Regions from separate parts of the Danio rerio genome. Here region 1 is linked to region 2. A link is a contact called in public Micro-C data. All regions are on one chromosome and are shown on one strand. The core of a region is the stretch at or near the end of the contact, and the rest is flanking DNA. Distances in the headings are between cores, read along the strand shown. Region 1 has its middle 29 kb from the start of dpm1. Region 2 holds the start of si:rp71-17i16.5.

Region 1 (6,343 bases), core at 3,691-6,190, 120 kb before region 2:
TCATTGCCATGATGACAGCACATCGTATTTTACAAGATGCTAGTATTCAGCTTAAAGCGCAATTTAAAGGCTTAACAAAGTAAATTAGGTTAATTAGGCAAGTCAACAGTGCTTTGTTGTCAAGTAACAATCACAATAATAATAATTTCTTAAAGTGGTTAATGATAATGGCTTTTAAAAATGTAAATACAGTGGTCCCTCGCTATAACTCGATTCACTTTACGTGGCCTCGCAGTTTCACACATTTATTTTGTGCAATTTGCATTTGTACATCCTGATTGGCTGTAGACCGCTGTCAATCACTGTCAATCAATCTCCTCCTTGCCATGTCTCCTGTACAGTACAGAATGCGTTCAGTTTTCCAATTTAACATAAATCTTTGATCGTTAGCAGTGTGACTCTGAAGTGCTGTACTATATATTGCAAGTTTTCTCCGCAGAATGTCGACGATGTCGTTCTGCACCGCCAAAGAGGAAGAGGAAGATGCTAACCATCCCACAAAAAGTTGAACTTCTGTACATGCTAAAGTAATGTAGAAGTTACGCAGCTGTTACGGAATAAATAAATGAAGAACAAATGGTTTTTGGTTTCATTCTATAATACTGGACGTATTTTTCTACAAAGGTTTGAACTTTGAGAGTATTTAAACAGGAGAGAAAAATGTGAAAAGGTTAATGCCTCTCTGAGAAAAGTGTATAAAGTGTGTAGTGAGGTTTAGCAGCTTTGAAACTTCTATAATAATTGTAAAAAATAAAGCTGACTACTTAACTTATTTTACCTATTGCAGGTTATTTTTAGAACGTAACTCCTGCAAATCTCTTGACCTCATCAAGTGTGAGTGTGCAAAGCAGCAATCAAAGCAAAAGATGGCTACTTTGAAGAACCTACAATATGACATTTTTTTTGTTATGTATATAATTGCCCAATTTTTTTATTCATAGTTTTGATGCCTTTAGTGTGACTGTACAATTTTCATAGTCATGAAAATAAAGAAAACTCTTTAAATGAGAAGGTTTGTCCAAACCTTTGGTCTGTACTGTATTTATTTATTTTAGTCAAACTAAAAGAAACAATCTATATACAGTAATATGAACAACAAAATAAATAGTAATATGAAATACCGTAAAACCTTTTTCTTGGTCTGTTAAACATCAAAATTTGAAACTTGAAAAATGTAAACAACTATTACAATTTCACAGGAGGGCTAATAATTACTGTATGTCTTCTACTGTAAGAAGAGGCTTCTGTTCACCTGCTTGACATCACTGCCGTGATTGGTGCTGTAAATGATCCGGTGGGCGGGAACATCGACAGCTCCAGGGACCCAAGTGACCATCAGAGTGCTGTGACTGACCATGGGAAACTGCAAACTGAGCGGAGAGGGCAATGGGACTGGAAAAATATGGAGAAATTGCAGAGGAAATGAGCAAAAGACATTAGTGAAAGATGTGAATTCTCTTCAGTTTAACTTCAACTGATTCAAAATGATTCTGTGTTCTTTTTCTGTCAAATAATTTACAATTTCCACTCCACTTTATCTTTATCTCTAGGAATTTAAAAGTTGATGTAGCAAATTGGCTTTTAAAATACCAGGTGAAGCAGCTGTATCTATTTCTGGTTTACTGCATATTATGGTGATTAGTGATGAAAATGAAGGCAATGTGAGTTTGTTTTCTCGATTACCTTCTGTTGCAACATTATCGAAGGATAAGTTCAAGTCAAAAATAAAAATTCTACTAGTCTCTATTTACTTACCCTTAATCATTTCAATAAAGTTACAACTTAATATACAGTTGAGACAAAATTATTAGCCCTTCTGTGAAATAAATGTTCAAAATATATACAGGTATATGCAAAAAATAAGTGCTGTTGATCAAAGAGAAGTTTTTTTTTTAACACAATTTTAAAGATAATAATTCAGATTGAGTAAGTAAATGATTAATAAACTATTTGGATTGGGATGTATACATTTACACTTTGTATGTTCATATTTCATGTTCTTTGTGTCCTAATCTAAAGTGAGCACTATTTATACTTTATAAATCCCTGATAAATTACAAATAACAGCTCAATATCAACTGAAAAAAAATCTTTGCAATCTTATCTGAAAATAAAATTGCTGTACAGTTTTAACATTCATTACTGAATGACAGGAGTGTCAAAATACTACATAAAATAATATGTAATAATAATCTACGAGATTTTGTTGATGTTGAGTTCCACAGAGACATATATATATATATATATATATATATATATATATATATATATATATATATATATATATATATATATTTATATATTCACATATATGTTATTAAATGTAAACCAGTGTATAGATGTGGAGAGATGTATATTTCTGTATCAGTGTATAACAAATCGATTTACATGTGGTGCCGATGGCTGTGATTGGGTCACTGGGGTCCTCATCATACAGTGCATAAAGTGTGACTGAATAATCCGTGGATGGGATCAAATCCACCAATTCAACATCTGTCTGAGCAGGTCCAAACTTCACCTGGCACAAAAAAGAAAACCACAAAACCATTATATTAAAATAAGAGCCACATGGTGACATGACACACAATCCTGCACTCACCTCTTTGGCATCATCAGGCTCTCCATCATTGAGTGCTGAGTATAAGGCCATGTACTGTGTGGCTCCAGCAGCCGGCTGCCAGCGCACCCGCAGACTGCTGGCAGAGGAGGCTGTGACCTCCAGAGCCTCAGGGATTGCCAACGGTACTAAAAGAGAAGAGGATTTATTATAGCACAGTTTCAAAATTACTTTTCCCCTTTCTGTTTTAAAGTCAGCTGCACTTGACCAGCAAGATTTTGTATGCATTTAACAGACAAACAAATGTAATGTGTCAAATTAAAAATAATTTATAAGTGCCAGGTGTACAGGCAAGAAACAGAATTTTCGGTTTCCCTAATTTTAAACTGCAGATCAGTTTGGTCTTGGGATTTTAAACTATCAACACTGTATATAGTGTTGCGTTCGCAAGTGTATGTGTGTCTCGTTTCCCCCCCTCGCCTTCTTTCTCTTTTTCTCTCTCTCTCTCTCCACAAGCCCCACCCTAATTACGCCTGGCGACGTACTCTGGGATTGGCTGGAGTGACCCAGAACGCTTTTTAAAAAGTGGAACAAGTGTGGAGCTAGAGAGAGCGGGTTGCTTGGCGTGTTGTTTGGCATTTGGTGCAGTAGAAAAATATAGCTGCATGTGTTATTTTTTTGATTGTGTATTCCTGGTTTGTGTGAGTGTAAAGTTTGACTTTTGTTTGTTTGTTGTTTAACCATCTGTGTTCCCCCTTTGTAATTTTGTTTTGGGTTTGTTTGTTGTTATTGTAAGTACTGTACTTTGTATATACACGGTGAGAAGCAGTAGGAGTTGGATGCCACACTTTTCTTTTCTGTAAATATTTTCTCTTGTTTTTATATATCGTTAGAAAGACAGATGTAGTTTTGTATTTTATTTCTGTTATTTTGTTAGATGTATGTATTTATTTGGGTGTATAGATAGGCGATATTTCTTGTTTATTTTTTTCTGTGGCTATTTGGCTTCACATTTTGGGTGTTTGAAAAAGAAAAAGAATAAAACTAACAAATAAACTGAGCCCACCCCAAGGGTTCTTAAAAGTGATTTTATTTGTCCAGTGGTTTTTATATTACATCCTTGTCACCCTAGACCAGAGTCCTAACAACAGATTTGAAAACAAAATCATTAGCCTCTTTTGCAATTGCAATTCTTTTAAAAATAATTCCCAATTGAGCAAGGATAAAAAAGGATATATTTTCAAAGCATTTTTCAGTAATTGGATTTTTTTTTTCACTATTACATATTTATTTTATTTCAGGAAAAAATCTTATTTTTTAAAGTTTGCCTTGAACAAAAAATACAGTTAAAATGTATAAAATAAAGAGGTAAAGTCCATATTCTTAGGTCCCTTAAGATTAATATTATTTTTTGATTGGCTACAGAAAAAAACCCAATGTTGTCCGACTTGCCTAATTAACCTAACGTATCTAGTTGACCTAGTTAAGACTTTATATGCCACTTTAAGCCACTAGTATCTTAATAAATTCGTATGTATTGTTATCATGTCAAACACAAAAGAATTAGTAGGAATTAGAATTATTAGTAGTGCCAGACATTTTTTGCTATTTCACACAGAATTTTGTAAAAATGATTTTGGGAGTATCATAACTAAAACTTAAAATATACAATAAAAATAAAACATTTTTTACTTTTATTTAATGTTTACAATGCAAACCCAATTAGATCCACTTGTTTGGTAAACAAAGCAAGCCTCTTATATAATATATCTGGTAAGAAACAGAACATAATTTACAAACTGTATTGTAAATAAATCATATGAACATTTTAACATTACTATTATTATATAACAATAATATTAGTTAAATTTATTTAAAAACTGAATAAATATAAATTTTACACACATTAACACAACTAAATAAATAGACTCAATGATGGGCTAAAAATGAGTTTTTAGTGAATTATTGTTTAAAATGTGTTGAAAAAACTCAGCTCCATGAAACAGCACTTGAGAAATATCTGAATACATTTTATATATAGACTAAGCTGAAACTCACATGTGGTGAAGGTGCCTCTGAGAGCGGAGCCCACTTTATTCTCATAGACGGGGAAGATGGATAGATGGTACTGTGTTTGTGAGGACAGTCCTGTCAGCAGAGTTGTGGACTCTGTTCCATTCACCACCAGCTGAAATCAACCAACAACATGCATACCCTATATTTACACAAAGTAGGTTTTTTGAAAGTCTGTATTGAATGCAGCACAGTTAATGTCCCCTAGATGGCGCCACAAACCAAGCTTTCTTCAACTCGCAGTGCTCAAAAGTAGGACAAATAAACACAGCCATTTGAGTAATTATAGGTTTTCACACCTTTACAGGATTACAGCCTCAAGCATGTACTGATGGCTGACAGATACCAACTCATGCATATTTCACATCATGTTGGATGAAAAACAATATGTGATAAGAGGATGTACTGTATGTTCAAACTCACGTCACTCACAGAACTGTAAATTAACAAAAGAAATCAGTTAGATTCTGAAGTTCACATATAATCAAATCTATACTATAATTCATAGATACACTTTTATTGCCAATTCAATGACAAAAGACAACATAATGATTGTGGCAGTAAGCAACATTCGCATTATTTACTGTTACAGTCAGAGTTTTTGACGTCAGCAATCAGTTTGGCAAATGCAAACAATCATTCCAACAACCAGCTGCTGTATATATAGGCAGCTTTTATTATATAATGATGTTAAATGGAGAAATTCCTAACCTTGGACCTTATATTTAAAACAAAAAGTAACCAAAAAAACTTTTTTTTTTTTTTTTTTTTTTTTTTTTTACAAAAGAGGCTTAAAATGTGAATTTAAACTTGTATTTGAATAACACGATTGTAAGTGATAACTAAATGATCATACCACTTTTAATTTGTTGAGAGCATTAGAGCATGTCACATGTTTTTCGTAGTCCGGGTAACAAATAGGTTAGTCAAACTGGCAGAGCAAAGAGGATACCTGTTTCTGTGCAGTTCATAGAGATGAGTAGCGCTTTATGAAGAAAGTAGTCTTAATCTTGCTCTATTTAAATCCTAGAATCCTTTGGGAGTGAAGGATTGTGAATTTGTTAATTTGAGCCAGTTTGTTTGTATGTATAATAATAATAATAATAATAATAATAATAGTTTGTTTTATTTGTAAATGGCGCCTTTCTAGACACCCAAGGTGTGTCATTGTGAGTTCTGCCTTTTTATTAGTTGTTTCAAACTGTCTTTAAATACATCATCGTTTAGTTTTCATGTAATTCTCTTTACATTGTATCTTTATTTGTCATATTTTTCTGTATATACTGACTTTATATACTTTATATCGTTTAGTTTTCATATAATTCTCTTTACATTGTATCTTTGTCATATTTTTCTGTATACAAGTTGTATTCATTGATTTTTGTTGTTTCTTTGTGCAGTTTCATGGTGCTATGCAGCGACAGTTGAATGGTTCTCTTCTTGAGCAAAAAAAAGAAAGAGGCACCTGTCAAAAACTCTCGGTCTCATTCATGGATGCCAAAGGGCAGCTACAACGATTGGTATGAATTTTATTATTATGTTTTATTTGCTTATTATTCGGTTGGCCATATTCAGATTTCTGAGAGAAGTTGAATGTGCCAGGCAGTTCATTTGTTTACAGGTTTTCATTTTAAACAAGTTTAACATTCCTAAAATATTTGTGTTTTTCTTATAATGGATTATATAATTCATTTGCACTTTAATACTTTACAA
Region 2 (5,941 bases), core at 1,191-3,690:
AAATATCACAGTACTCAACAACCTCAAAATTTGCATATTTTCCCAGCATGGTTGATTTGAAGTGCTTCTGGTGATTTGAAGTGCTTCTTTATTCTCAATTGCAAGTTGCTTTGGATAAAAGCATCTGCTAAAGGAACAAATGTAAATGTATTATATATTTACTTACAACATAGGCCTTGAATCTAAAGGAAACTCTTTATATAAGAGTGAAAAGAGAGACCTTGACTCTCAAAAGGCTTTGCATTTATATCTGTTAAATAAAAATCAAATAAAAAGATGACTTTTTTGTCACTGAAAAAAACTTTTTTTATTGAAGCACCGCTGTTAATTGTGTTTTTGTGTAAATAGAGTATATAAGAATTGAAGTATGAAACTGAAAAGCCTGGTTTTAGACCACAATAATTTATTAGCATAGTGTAGGGCCTCCTTCTGCGGCTAATACAGCATCAGTTCATCTTTCCAATGACAGATACAAGTCCAGCACAGTGGCCAGAGAGATTTTGAGCAATTCTTGCTGAATAGTGGTCAGATCACTAGGTGATGCTGGTGGAAAAAAACGTTTCCTGACTCGCTCCTCCAAAACAGTGTTTGAACCATTGGGTGCACATGGTCCTCCAGAATAGTTTGGTAGTTCTTGGCAGAGACGGGATCATCTAGTACAAGTACTGAACCTAAGGAATGCCATGATATTGCAGCCCAAACCATCACTGATCCACCCCCATGCTTCTCTGGTCATACAACAGTCTGGGTTGCTTCTTTGGGGCTTCTCGACACTGTAACTCTACCGGATGTGGAAAAGATAGTGATGGTGGACTCATCAGAGAACAGTACATGTTTCACTTTGTCCACAGCCCAATATTTTTGTCATTGGCACGAGTAACCAGGCCGGTCAAATTTAGCCATTAATTCTTCAACACTATTCATTCATTCATTCATTCACTTTTCTTCAGCTAAGTTCTTTTATTCATCAGGAGTCGCCACAGTGAAATGAACCACCAACTTATCCAGCATACGTTTTATGAAGCGGATGCCTTTCCAGCTGCAACCCAGCACTGGGAAACACCCATACACTCACAATCTCACACATACGCTTTACCACAATTTATTATGTCTTTAGACTATAGAGGGAAACCAGAGCACCCGGAGGAAACCCACATGAACATGGGGAGAATGTGAAAACTGCACACAGAAACACCAACTGGCTCAGCCGGGCCTTGAACCAGCAACCTTCTTGTTGTGAGGTGATGGTGCTAACCACTGTGCCTGTCATGATCACCAGCGATCTCTAACCACCAGAGGTCGCTGGAAAACATTCACACTCGTACAAACTACAATTCCGCCAGTTAATGGACTACAACTCCATACATGCACTCTGTTTACACACATGTTCCAGATCCTGACTGATTACACTTCCACAGCTGAAGCTGCCCAAGGACTGATTACTGCACTACATAAACAGCACAGGAACAATCGCTGTTGCTGAGTCTTGTTATCTGCTACAGTGACACTACAACGCGATTTCTTTGTCTGCCTTTGCCGTATTTTTGATTCTTTGCCTCGTTTATTTGTTTAATTCTGTTTGCTGCCTGCCTCTGGCCATCTGCCTGTTAATTTGACTTTGGCTCTGGATTGCCCTCATACATCTGTTTTCCCCTGTATTGACCACTGCTTGCCTGACGATTCTAATAAACCTGCACGTGGATCCTCACCTTTGTTGTCAGTGTCACACCCCGAGTTACAGCGCCACTGCGTCAACTCCAAAACGAATATACACAATCGGTCAAATGTTTGGGGTCAGTAGGATTTTTAAATGTTTTAAAATAAGCTTCTCCTGCTCACCATGGCTGCATTTATAAGTAATAATTAATAATATTGATTTTGTATTAATAAAACAATTAAAATTTCCTAAAGTTATTTTTTTTTTACTTTGAAATTTTTTCTTAGCCACTGTGGGAGGTGCTGGTGCAGAGATGCTTGAAGAGCTCCAACACAAACTGGCTGATGTTCAAAAAACGACTGAAATTTATTAAATCAAAAATGATGTGAATAGTTACATAAAAACTAACAACTTAAAGGCAGCTTCCATGCCGATTCCACTATGCCAATCTCAAAATGATCAAAAACTGTGCCACAGGGCTGTCCCAGGTGGCATTGCCTTATAAATCTTTATTTCTCCTCTCACCTATAGAGGGCACATACTCAGAGAAATACAATAAACACCTTTATCATTTTACAACAAAATAGATTTAAAACAAAAGTTATTACAAATAAAAATAAAAAGCAAACGTGTCTCCTACAGTTGTAGTTTGTATGGAGAGAAATGGTATTTGATCAAGCAAGTGAATTTGAAATAAAATGAAACTACGAGCAAATAAGTTTGTAATGATAAAAAAAAAAAATCTTCCTCTCAGGTGCAGAAAGACAAAGGAATGAGGAAATGATGAGCTGTTATGCAGACAGTCACTTCTGTGATGTATTACAGTAAAGGGAATTGAACTATAGCTCGCACACAAGCCACAGAAACCTACCTAAAACCAAAGACAGACAGCCTGAATAGGTAAGTGCACTTCAAATTATGCAAAAACTTGTAGAATTTCAGCTGGTATTGAAAATGAGTTGTTATATGATGTATAACTTTAATGTAAGGAACATGTAGTATAGCACTGAAGACTAAAGCTTATTTTGGTTTTGATGCATTCTTCTGCCTAGAATGACTGGCAGAACCAGTTTGTGTGTTGCCAAACTGTATTTATTTTAGAACAGTTGCCAGTGTTAAATATTTTCCTTTAACTGGTGCAAGAATAATAGCGTGACAATGCTGCTGTACATCACAATTGACATGCATTACTTGTAAACCTCATTAAATACTGTATATATGCAAATCAATAAGTAAGTAAATAAATAAATAAATAAATAAATAAATAAATAAATAAATAAAGGCTTGACAATTTACAGACAACTAAAAATCAGCTTTCCTTTCTTAAAAACAAATTGCACTACAGCCTCACAAACAAGGGAAATATGAGGAGGAAGCAGCACTTATATTTGTATCTACATCCCTGAAATCTTACATGTTACAATTAGTGTTTATGAATGAATGAAACTCATGAATGGAGCAAAGAGAATGCCGATGAAGTCCAGGGAATTTGTTAACATGTATAGATATATGCAAGAAATAGAGTGAAGCACAAATATAATAAACAAAAACAAGCTAAAAAACAAAAACAAAAACAGGCACATTACGAGGATAGCTAAAAATCACTATTGACTAAAAGGGACGAACAGAACAGGGTGTAAGTACATGAGGAAACAATTAATTTACTGATGAGAAGGTGGAGACAATTAATGAATGACTAACAAGACAATAAGGGTAAACTACACTGAAAAAAATTAATCAAAGATGATTCCTTGGATTTACTCAATTTTTGTATGTTAAGTGGTTGTAAGCAATTTAATTGTGTTGAATTTAAACAAACAAATTAAGTTGAATATTATTTAATTTAATTTGATTGTTTAAAATCACAAATAAATTGTTTGCGACAGTTCTGCATGCAACACTTTTTTCAGTGTAAGGAGGTAGGGAGTGACACATGAAAACAGAACTAAACACACACACAGACACACACACACACACGCACGCACGCACGCACGCACGCACGCACACACACAGTGTTTACATATTTTATTTAAAAACGCTGAAATGTGACGAAATTAGAGGACTTACTCCGTTTGATTTCAATTTATTTTGGCCACATTTACTTTGGCTCAACATCCTAGCAACTGCACTGCAACACGCTAAAAATAAACTAAACAACTTCTCTGGCATTTATTCAGTTTAGTATTATTGAGGATAATTGCCTCGTTTAATCACCACCAGAATAATAAATGACTAAAAAGGGGGCATCTTCACCTAGACTCCAAATATGTCAGTTAATATAACCAATTATGTCTGATCTACAAAAAAGACTGCCTGTTTTGAAAAGACTGGTTGACCTTAAATGAGCACATGCTAACTTGTTTGCTTTCTAGCATCCATGGAGAACAGCTGGGAAGGTGTGCGGGATATACAACCGGAGCCTTGCTCAGATAACAACCTTGTATTCATTTGCAAGTTACCAGCCAGAGAAGGTTTTCAGTCAGTGGACAGCAGGGAGCCCTTACAGATCAAACTCCCAGGACAATGCAGCGTACATCAGCTTCGAGTGCGACTTTGTATGCTAGCACAGGAGAATAACCGAATATCTGAACCATTTGCACTTCTGGACCCAGAACGATACAGTCTGCTGTACCACAAGGAGGAAGAGTGGTATGAAATTTATGACGACTTTCAGGTATTGCAAACTCTTGATGCACCCTGGTTTCAGGGTACTGATGGTCTTCAGACTGTCTTTGTTACTGTGCTGGCTCAGAAATCTGCCTCAGAGGAGAGAGTTTATTTCCAGCATGTTTTGAATGAACTAATTGGGTATGATTTAGACTCTTCAAATGCTAATCGTTTAGGTGAGCTTGCCTATACTCGAAGAAAGTTTGCCACGCCACGAACCCAAGAACTGAAAAAACGAGATCTAATAGCTTATGCCACTGAACCCTGGACAACTTCCATCGTGCTCCCAAATGATCAGCAAGGCTACTTTCAGCGGACACTTTCAGTGACTCTTTATTATAATGGTTCAAATCTTTCGATTAAAGCTGATTTGACTCAAAAACCCAGTGATATCCTCAAGATCTTTTGGGAATCATTGCCAAAGGGGAGCCTACCAATTGAAAGCTGGACCAGTGATCATGTCCTCAAGGTGTGTGGCAGGGAGGAATTTCTGAGTGGAGACTTCCAGCTCTCAAACTACCTGTGGGTCAGACACTGCCTCAAAAACTCACTGGAGCTTCATCTCTCAGTAGTTGCCATCTCATCTCTTCCAGATGACACAGTGAGTACAGAGTACTGGCCACTAGTGGACAGTCTTACTGGTCTCTCAAGCTCCCATGAGGAGCTCTGCCTTAAAAAAAAGGAAGTAGAGGACATTGTGCTGATTTCTCTGTGGGACTGCGAGAGAAAGTTCAGGGTTAAACTCCTGGGATTTGATATCCCAGATCTCCCAAGTAAGGTACCATCACTTGTTTACGTAGAGGCAACAATAATCTATGGTAAAAAGACCATATCTTCAATTTGCTCAACTCCGAAAGAGTTTACAGATGAAGTTCTGTGGAACACCTGGCTGGAGTTTGACATTTTGATCAGGGATATCCCTCAAGGTGCAAAACTAGGTCTCACAATTAATGCCACAGAGGCAGCTAAGGAAACAAAGTCAAGCTCCTCTAAGGTACCAGATCACCATAAGGGAAAATTGCAGGTACTATACTTCGTAAATCTCCAATTGATTGATCACAGATCGCTTCTTAGCCAAGGTCCACACACTCTGAACATGTGGCCTTTCCCAGAATGGGATGAGGAGGCAGTCACTTATGAAGCAGACAAGCTGTCTACTGCCACCAACCCTGATGTAGCCAACTCAATGGCGATTACCTTCATGCTGGATCGCTACAGCTTTCCTGTTGTCTTGCCTAATGGCAGGAGCTCCTCTTGTAGTGGTACATCTCCTGTTTCAGAGTCTTCTTCACTGGACCTTGCAGGGGAATCCAGACTCTCCGCCCCATTCAGTGAGGCTTCTTCAACAGCAACCTTAACAAGAATGAGGAACCTAAAAAAGTTCAAAGAAGAAAGTGTCCACTATGTCTCAAATTTACCTCAGTTTCTTCGCACAGTCAACTGGATGCTTCCAACTGTGGTCCAGGAGGTGCACTGGCTTTTGAGTCACTGGGGGCCAGAGGACATTGAGCTTTTTGTGGCCCTTGAGCTTCTGAGTGTGGATTTTGCGGACCTGAAGGTCAGAAGATTGGCAGTTCAAAGATTAGAGATTTTATCCAATGACGAGGTGCTTAAGTA

What was found. Hi-C and Micro-C count contacts between places; a contact is called where the count stands out from the background.
Region 1: a contact with region 2 is called in a Micro-C map of caudal fin, with 2.9 times the contacts expected there. The contact joins the enhancer-like site here to the promoter of si:rp71-17i16.5 in region 2. A contact is called at or near these places in 2 of 18 Hi-C or Micro-C datasets (caudal fin and embryo).

What each region holds. Positions count from the first base shown.
Region 1 is chr23:23,385,583-23,391,925 of GRCz12tu, reverse strand. It overlaps a transcript of slc35h1 not described here. Among named protein-coding and RNA genes, the nearest start is that of dpm1, 29 kb to the left of the region's middle. Within about 2 kb of position 4,940, at least 2 of the 62 cell types and tissues checked have an H3K27ac peak or open chromatin away from gene starts, as enhancers often do. A contact at or near this core is called in caudal fin, where this site is marked.
Region 2 is chr23:23,265,893-23,271,833 of GRCz12tu, reverse strand. It overlaps si:rp71-17i16.5, which reads left to right and starts at 2,440. Exons shown (of 11, transcript XM_021473636.3): 1 at 2,440-2,557; 2 at 4,030-5,941. The coding sequence starts at 4,035. All of the region lies in intron 4 of LOC137489118 (a long non-coding RNA gene), which reads right to left.